Regions from separate parts of the Mus musculus genome. Here regions 1 and 3 are each linked to region 2. The links are chromatin contacts, called in public promoter capture Hi-C maps. All regions are on one chromosome and are shown on one strand. Each heading gives the region's core, a stretch centred on a gene start, on an enhancer-like site or on the middle of the called end of the contact. The rest is flanking DNA. Distances are from core to core; before and after follow the strand shown.

Region 1 (3,055 bases), core at 357-2,856, 630 kb before region 2:
TCCAAGAGGCTGTTTTTAGCCTTGCTTGGAACACAGGGGCCAGGCATGGGTCACAAGGGCAATGCATTGATCTACTTAAACCAGTGTGATACAATCATCTGAATGTTCTAAGGGACTATATAATATAATGATGCAAGCAAACAGAACTGCAGACACCCAGTCACACACAAAACACCAAACACATACCTGCCTCTACTGTGCTGGGGACTGGGAATGTGGTGTGAGGGTGGGGGGAGGGGAGAGGCGGGAGGAGGATGTGTCTCACCTTAGGTAGCTTAGGCATAAACAAGTACATTTAGTGAAGTAACTAAGTTTGCAATAAAGCACCAACAGAGAAGGACTCTACAGCCTGCTAAGGCTTTTGAAAAGCGATTGCATGTGAGCTCACATAAATGTGGGGTATCCAAGAGGCAAAGAGCCCAGCAGGCTGAGGAGAAAAGCCGAGAGAAAAAAACTATGATGTCTTCTATAGATGTGGGGGATTGGGCAGCAATGGCCGCACACCTAACGAGTGCAATACTGTCTATCACACATCGAACATTCTGGGTCATAAATGAGTGAATGGATAAAAGATCACACGTTTTAGCATCTGTGTTTATCTGCTCATCAAAGCCAGGGTGGATCCTTTCCCTACTGTAGGTTACTTATGGCTATTTAAAAATAAATCATGTTATAGAAGATGCTTAGGGGTTGAACATAGGAATAAAAAGAAAGGTGGTGGTTGTCAGTTGAGTGGGGTGTCAGAGGACAGTTGCCTAAGGGTGAGTTTTAGAGCTGGGTTTCACACTATGCCCCTACTTCATGCAGCTGGACCGGATGCTTGAGAATATCGAAGACAGGAGATCTTAGAAGATGTGCATTTTACCACAACCAATCATTGAAAGTAGTTGGGTCTGGTGGGGCAGGCCTATTATCCCAGCAACTCAGCAGGCGGAGGCAGGAGGATTGCAAGTCCAACCTCTGCCTGGGCAACTTAGTGTGGTCCTGTCTTAAAATAAGAAGGGAAGGGCTGGAGATAGCGCTCAGGGCTGAAGCAGCTTCGCAGCATGCAGAAGCGCTGAGTTCAACCCCTAGTGTTGTAAAAATAATGAAATAAATCATTAAGATGTCAAATTACTTAGGTTAGGAAGGGTAGTGGTCCTGTTTGTTTCCGTGTACCAGTCAGATTATTTTACTTTCTGTTTCCCCACCCACCAGTGTGCATGTGTGTGTTAGAGGTGGTTTTTGTTTATTTTAATTCTGAGCACCTACTTTCAAACCTATTGGCTCTGGCCCCTCCCCAAATCATCTCTAGGAAGCGACCAGTCATGCTGAGGTGCACGTTTCAGCCTCTTCTTCCTGGGTGGTCCAAAGAAAGGCAGCTCTTTCCTAGCAGCGCACAGGACACAGGGGTGACTCTAGATCCAGAGGCTGAATCTGGGTCTGAGGACATTGGAGGAGGCCTAATAGATACCAGCAGCCTGAGAGCTGGGAGGGGTGGAGTGGACAGAAGCCAGGGAAAGGCTTTCTGGGCAGGTGGTGCTCCGAGCCTGGGCGCTGTTGCCTAGAGACAGAAAGGACGCTGTGGCCTGAACACAAGAGGAACATCCGTTGCCTGGAAACTGTAGAAGACGACCTTTCTCCTGGTAAGGGCAGGGCAGATAGCTTGACTTCTCAGAGCAAAAACATGGCCATGGCAGGACGTGTGGGGCAGATGAAGAATCAGGATGAAGTTCACCAGAATCAGATCTTGCGGGAACTCTTTCTCAAAGAGCTACGGGCACAGAAGCTGTACACGCAGTATCACGTGAATCCCCTGCGCAAGGGTGAGCTGGCCCAAGAGGGTTGGGAGGGGTGGGAGAGCACGTGTCCTCTGCCTCAGGTTATCTCTTTAGAGTTCAGACAGCTAAGCTTTGAGGGAATCGCTCCCCTTGTCACCCCAGGCACAAGAGATACATTAAAATGCATCCAGAATTAAACATTTTAGATGTAGAATAAAGAGAGATGATTAATGGGGTAGTTTTGCTTTTCAAACAATTGCCCAGGGTTTTTAATGTCTGCTTTTTGTTAGTAGTTTGGTCTCTTCCTAATATACCCAAAGGGGTTTGTCTTTGTATGGTTTGTTATTATTGCTTTGATTTTTTTGCTACAGCCCTCCTTAAGACTTAGAAGTGGTGGGCTACCAGGTGCAGAGCTTGACCATCCTCCTCACCCTGACCCCAGCAAAGTCACCCCTCCCCCTGGCCTCCCATGGCTTCCCTCCTCTGGGACTTCACAGAGCTCTGTGAAAATGCTTCTGGGCCTGAAACAGACTTATGTGTCCCACCACCTCCCAGCTGCCTTCTCTGGAGCAGCTGGGTGAATCTCTCCCATCCTCTGCTGCAATGCTGGCCTGGTTTAATCATCCTGTGTAAGCAGTTATTCGGATACCACTTCACCTCATTGCACATGCTGGTCACCGCCATCCCACACTTCTCCCAATTAACATCTGCACAGCCCAGTAAAAGGTCAGAATGCACACACAGACCTTCTATCCATTTAGGCCATTCACCTTCTTTCCTTTTCTTTTTTTCTTTTCTTTTCTTTTCTTTTCTTTTCTTTTCTTTTCTTTTCTTTTCTTTTCTTTTCTTTTAGATATTTTCTTTATTTACATTTCAGATGCTATCCCCTTTCCTAATTTCCCCTCCATAAATCCCCTATCCTTCCCCCTTTCCCCCTGCTCCCCACCCACCCACGTCTGCTTCCTGGCCCTGGCAGTCCCTTATACTGGGGCATAGAACCTTTACAGGACCAAGGGCCTCTCATCCCATTAATGACCGACTAGGCCATCCTCTGCTGCATATGCAGCTAGAACCACGAGTCCCTCCATGTGTTTTCTTTGATCAGAATACCCAAGATACAATTTGCAAAACACATGAAACTCAAGAAGAAGGAAGACCAAAGTGTGGATACTTCCATCCTTCTTAGAAGGGGGGAACAAAATACCCATGGAAGGAGTTACAGAGACAAAGTTCGGAGCAGAGACTGAAGGCATGGCCATCCAGAGACTGCCCCACCTGGGGATCCATCCCACAAA
Region 2 (2,960 bases), core at 170-2,669:
GAGAAATGTCAAGAGAAGCACTCGTGTGGATGCACGACGGGGGTAAAACCCTGAAAGGAAGGAAGCCCATAAGACAACAGAAACTTGGACCTCTCTGCCGTTCTGGGAGCCACGTCACCACCACCCTTATCCAGACACTACAGAGCTGGCTCGTCTCCCATCCAGATACACCTGCAATCTCTAGGCCTTCAAACTTTCTTCTCCAGTTTGAATCACTGGTGTTTACATTTTACATAGTTAAAGCCAGCGGCACACTGTCACTTCACTGGGCCTTGGTTTTCATGTATGTAAGAAAGAGGAAAGAGGCAATGTCTCTAAGGCCTCTAACATCATTTTATATCATCACTCACAGCAGGGTGACAGAACCATAAGCTGCTCAACTCTGACTTCAATCTTTCAAAGAAGCCATTAGGATAAACTATTAAACAAGATTTTGTGAGCGTGAGGTACCTACTGTCTGCCATCCCTTAGAAACTGCCTTGCATTTCTCAAAACCTCAATACAGATTTGGCAATCAATATGGTGTCTGGTAAATTAAGTATGCCATGAATTAACAGTGACAAAGTTTCATGAATACTTACAGGTTTTATGAATACTCAGGACTGAAATGGGTTTTAAACGGAATCAAACAACTATAATTATATTATGTCAAAATATTGCTCCAAAGAAGCAATTCATTTGCAAGTACTATATATGTAATCGAAACTTCGGATGTACCCTACGGATCCATGCCAGTGCTAACTCAACTGCATAGGGACGCTTGTGTCCTAGCAGGACAGTGCATGGCCTAGGATCCCAGCCTCTGACTGGTAAGCAGAAGCCAGACTGACTTATGGCGAGACTCAAACAAACAAACAAAAGGCTTTCTCGAGAGGCTCCAGAATGTTCTGCAGAGCAAAAGGCTCAAACTCCAGTTGCTGAGAAACAACAGCGAACGAATGTACAATGTCAGGCAAGCCTCGAGTCTCCAAACAGTCCTTGCCCACGGCAAGTGAATAAAGAAATAACCAGGAATGTTTGTTGGTATAGCACACAAAGTCGAAGATTCGAATCGTGCCTACGGAATAGGGAGAGGCTGGTCAGAAAACACCGAGAGGAGCCCCCGGAGGCAACAGTCTCTATGGGGTTCTGGGTCGGGCCGCCCTCCACCTGAGGCCGAAAGTACTGCCTGGCACACAAGTGCACTGTGATCGATGCAGATCAGGCGCAGCCTGCAAGATCTTCGTGGCAGGACTCTTACCGCAGCGTCTGCGTTGCCCAGATCCTCAGGTTAGGTACCCTCAGTGCACCTGCAACGTGAATACGAGCTGTCAACTTCGATTCTCTTTATCTCCTCCTTCCCAAATTCTAAGAAAGACTCAAGCCTTACCCAACTCTCGCAGTAGTGCGGCCGCCATGCTGAGCCCTACGGAAGCCTCCGGGATCAAACGCCGGCTGACTATACGCATGCGCAGTCCGAGGCCGGCTTCCGGGACCGGAAAAGTCAGAGTGCGTTGTCATGGAGACCAGGAATGCGTCGTCCTTGTGAAAAGTCTGGTCAGAGCAGTCTTTCTTTGGAGTGAATGACCTCATAAAGACTGAAAATCAGAAAAACTGTGACCTCACCTCATAACAGCCTGAAAAGGGCAGGAGAACCTTTTAATCCTAAATATTTAAGGCCAAAGATACAAGAAAGACCACTGATCCAAATCATAATGGCCAAGTTAATTAAAGCAAGCAATTAATTAAAGCAAGCTTTTTTTATTTGCATACAGGAACTGCTTCCCCCTAAAGCAACGTTTGAGAAGGCAGCATCGGATATGAGGAAGACAAGGTTTCTATAGCTCAGGGGTTGGGTGTTTCCAAATGGATTTGCTAGGTGGAGGTTACAGGAGCAGAACTAGAACAGGAGCTGACTAATAAGTTAGTCCCATAAACAGAAACAGACTAGCAAATTGGTCATAACCACCTCCTGAAAGAAAGTTATGATCACAAGGTGGTCCTAAGAAGGTAGTCATAAAAACCTTTTTTTTTTTTTTTTTTTTTTGGTTTTTTGAGACAGGGTTTCTCTGTATAGCCCTGGCTGTCCTGGAACTCATTCTGTAGACCAGGCTAGCCTTGAACTCAGAAATCCGCCTGCCTCTGCCTCCCGAGTGCTGGGATTAAAGGTGTGGGCCACCATGACCGGCCATAAAAACCTTTTGAAACAAAGGTAGGATTAACAAGATGGTTTTGAAACAAAGACACAGTTGCCATTTTCTGGAACCCACAGAACCATGTATAGTTAAGATTACAGGTGTGGCATAGCCCAATCAGTGAGAAATGGAGGTTTAATCATAAACAGGAATGAATCTAGTTTGCCTCTACTATAAGATACCTTTTGGGCTGGTGAGATGGCTCAGTGGGTAAGAGCACCCGACTGCTCTTCTGAAGGTTCGAAGTTCAAATCCCAGCAACCACATGGTGGCTTACAACCACCCATGATGAGATCTGACTCCCTCTTCTGGTGTGTCTGAAGACAGCTACAGTGTACTTACATATAATAAATAAATAAATCTTTAAAAAAAAAAAAGATACCTTTTAAGCCTAAAATGGAGGCAGGCTGGTTCATCAAACTCTGTCTTCAGTGGGCCTCAGGGTTCTTGTTAAAAATGACTGTAACATCAGCATGTGGGAGACTGGTGTTAAAGAACCACCATGTTACACAAGCCGGGCTCTGTCTCAGAGAAAAGGAGCCTGGCGTAGCACCACATGATGTAATCCCAGCGTATGAGAGGCTGAAGCAGGAAGATCTCCACCAGTTTGTCGCCCTGGGCTGCAAATTCCAGGCCAATCAGAACTACACAGTGAGACTCTATCTCAAAGGAAAAGAAGAAAGAGGAAGGAAAGATCACTCTAACACAAATTTGTGAACATTACTGAGAAAACTCTTTCAGAAACCAAATTGCCTGGCATGGTGGCCCACACCTTTAATCCTAGCA
Region 3 (3,094 bases), core at 535-3,034, 730 kb before region 2:
GGATTCAGGGAGGACCAGAGGAAGACACAAGCCAGGAGGACCAAGTCGTTAAGTGGGTTGTCAGCACATCCAACAGGGGCCAGGGGCTTAGCCTGGCGAAACCTGAGGAGAGACTTAGTACCAGGGCTGTTGTAGCAGCCCAAAGGTGAGGATGAGAACTAAACTCTAGAGGGAGGGGAGGGGAGTTGTCTCATCCACAGGGAAGAATCAGAAGCAGGGTCACAAAAGCTACGAGGCCCTAGAGGGGCTGTGTATTTATGATCAGCTCTGAAGGAAAGGTAGGGAAAGAAGACAGGAAGGGGCCCAATAGCTCCTGTGGGCCTAAACACTGCAAGATTGTAGCTCTCAGGAGGAGGGGGCAGGTGAAGAGAGCCAGCCGTAGCCTCAAAGACCGTGGCTGGGGGTGTGGGGGGGTACCTCTGCCTCCAAGAGTACCAGAGGGGCGCCAAATAACTCAATAGCCACTTCCGCAGACTCAGGGAAGTGTTTGAACTGACCGAATGGGAAATTTACCTAATGCCGCTGGTGGATGGGGCCTGGGGGGCTGAGAGGGGAGGCGCTGAGCTATCCGTGAGTCAGAACGCCAGTCTGCTGCAGATGGACTGGAGGTGAAGGATGGGTCCCAATATGGCTCAGACCCCAAGGGGGTGCACAGACAGGAGGAGGAGCCTCTTCAGGTCAGGACACCATAAATGTTACAGTTCCGAGGGGAAAAGTGTCCTGGCAGATGGGAGCCAAAGAACAGCACAAAGTCACACCACACAACAAACCTCACAACAAGAGATTTATTCGGACAAAACACAAGTAGGTAGCTGCCTCTGCTCTGGAAAGAAGTAGCAAGGAGCAACGGAGCTGGAGGTGGACTTTTTAAGGGGTTTCTTGGGGAAGGGGGCGGGCACAGAGCTTTCCAGGATGAGGATTGGTGGGATTTGAAGTCCGGATCTTGGGGCAAGCTCAGGGGTTGGTGAGATTTGAAGTTCTGAGCTTAAGGGTTTTTTTTTTTTTTCTTATGGGGCGGAGCTTAACCTGCAGTTTTGGCCTATAGAACGTTTTGTAGGTGGAGCCTAGTGGTTGGAGGGCCTCAGGGGCAGGGCCTGGCCACTGGGTGCTCTTTGAGGGGCTTATATTTCCTATTAATACAGTCAGATTAATTTTTCAATGTGAATTCCAGGAAAATTTAAATGACAATGTGTGTCACATTTTATTTGTACTTGACATTCTCGTTAACAGATAGTTTCTATTTGATTTCTGTCAGCTTCTCTATTCAAAAGTTCTGGGGCCAAAGATCAAAGACAAAACACACACACACACACACACACACACACACACACATACATACACAAGAAAACGTTATTTGAAATTTAAAAATAATTGTCATCGTTTTCTTTACATTTGTGAATAATATATTCCTATGTACAGTTCATAATTCACATGACATAATTCACATAATGAACTAAATGCTAATCTCGTCATCCACCTGGAGTGAGCTTTACCTTCGGACAAGGGGAGCATAGCGGTCAACTCATGTAATCTCAGCGCTTTGGAGCCCAGGCAGAGGGACTGCCATGAGTTCGAGGCCAGCGTGGGTTTGTCTTGAAAAACAAAATACAAAACAAAACTGAAAATATTTCGCAGCAGCCACTTTTTGGGGTAGTCTGCCTTTCTCAAGTCATCGATTGGTGCTATCTGTGGCCAATCAAGGCACGATGATGGGGCGGGGACTGAGGGGCGGTCCAATCAGGAGCGCAGCCCGGGCACAGGGGCGGGCCTTGGCGGGTTCGCTAGTTCGCGGGGGCTTTGTCTCGCGCCATCTTTACATTTGATCGGTCAGTTGAGCTGGGGTGTCCGGGTGCCTCAGGCCAGTCAGCTGCCGGAGGCGGACGGGGGCGCCATGGTGAGTGCTGCCCGCAGGAACCGGCAGGGTTCCGGTTTCCTCCGCTTTGCCCTGTGCAGGCGGTTCGGCTCTGCGAGGCCTATGCAGGGCTGAGCCCACAGGCTGTCTCCCTAGGTCTTGACGTGGCTGAGCCGCCACACTCCCTGACTCTGCAGGGACACTTGTCCTCAGCCGCACTCTTCTCTTGGTCCAGACTCCGGTGCCACAGCTGCTGTGTCCGGTGTCTCACTGTCAAGCAGTGACAGCCCTGGATGCTGGAGCAGCCTGAGGTGTGGCGTGAGCCTGGGCTGGGGCATCTCCTGGCCTCCGCATTATCAGCAAGGCTCTTACTGTACTGGCTTGTGTGGAGAGTGTAGTGAGAGAGCACGTGCAGCGTCTCTCTCTTCCACACTGGATTCACGTCCTTTGCCGTAATGATGTATCTGCTCCCTATGGCTCTGGAGACACCTATTTGTGAAGTGTATGTACTTGGTAACCAACTGTCAGCTCGATGGGATTGACTGCTGCCTACATTAAAAACACACTCTTGGCTGTGTGAGGGCCGTTCCAAAGGTGACATTCCAATGACTCTGGCCTCATGAGTAGATTAACCCCTGCATTACTGGTGGGGCAGAGTTGTAGGAAGTTAGTCCTAAGTGTGGCTGTGGGTATCAAAAGAATCTGTGCCCTTCTTTACAATGGGGCACAGAAAAATTTCAAACTCCATTTAAAATCCCCATTTCCCCTAACATCGTAAAATCTCAAATAGAACTCAAAACAGTTAGTAGAACAAGTCAGAATTCCTGCCTCTTTGACTGGTCTGTAGCTATAATTTACATTATATACCACGGAATCTATAAGTTTCAAGTTGATACTCTTGGAAGTGTCTTTCTAATACTATGTCATGTGGAAGGAAGAAACTTAAGTTTTTATAAATACTGTAAATGGTATAGCAAAGCTTGTGTCAGTACTTGGTGTGTTGTGATATTGTCTAACAATTGTTTTGAAGCATTTTCCAGCATTTACTTTTATGACAGCAGAAAGTTTGAATTGTGTACTGGGGGCACTGCATTTGCCAAGAGCACAAGATGACAGTGACTCCTTTGCTGGAGACGAGAGTGGGGTGTTGTTCCTTTGAATTTTGCTTTAGTTCATGTGTGGTTGCAGTGTGTCCGGCACAGAGGTGGCTCTAAGTCACTCACATGGCATCTCCAACATTGC

What was found. Promoter capture Hi-C pulls out the DNA fragments that hold promoters and counts their contacts.
Region 1: a contact with region 2 is called in a promoter capture Hi-C map of hippocampal neurons, with 3 times the contacts expected there. The contact joins the promoter of Fam183b here to the promoter of Mrpl22 in region 2. A contact is called at or near these places in 6 of 39 promoter capture datasets (cranial neural crest, embryonic stem cells, hippocampal neurons and 3 more) and 1 of 115 datasets of contacts at active chromatin or transcription factors (the SCID.adh cell line).
Region 3: a promoter capture Hi-C map of hematopoietic stem and progenitor cells shows a contact between it and region 2. The contact joins the promoter of Zfp39 here to the promoter of Mrpl22 in region 2. A contact is called at or near these places in 10 of 39 promoter capture datasets (the C10 cell line, cranial neural crest, embryonic stem cells and 7 more), 1 of 484 Hi-C or Micro-C datasets (pro-B cells) and 5 of 115 datasets of contacts at active chromatin or transcription factors (bone marrow-derived macrophages, embryonic stem cells, large pre-B cells and 2 more).

What each region holds. Positions count from the first base shown.
Region 1 is chr11:58,800,511-58,803,565 of GRCm38.p6, reverse strand. Fam183b (family with sequence similarity 183, member B) reads left to right here and starts at 1,606. Exons shown (of 4, transcript NM_029283.3): 1 at 1,606-1,805. The coding sequence starts at 1,673.
Region 2 is chr11:58,170,123-58,173,082 of GRCm38.p6, reverse strand. It overlaps Mrpl22 (mitochondrial ribosomal protein L22), which reads right to left and starts at 1,419. Exons shown (of 7, transcript NM_175001.5): 1 at 1,370-1,419; 2 at 1,241-1,289; 3 at 1-50. The coding sequence starts at 1,397.
Region 3 is chr11:58,902,915-58,906,008 of GRCm38.p6, reverse strand. Zfp39 (zinc finger protein 39) reads left to right here and starts at 1,784. Exons shown (of 5, transcript NM_011758.2): 1 at 1,784-1,894. The coding sequence starts at 1,892. Gm12257 (a long non-coding RNA gene) reads right to left here and starts at 1,663. Exons shown (of 4, transcript XR_879896.2): 1 at 1,494-1,663; 2 at 514-720; 3 at 1-102.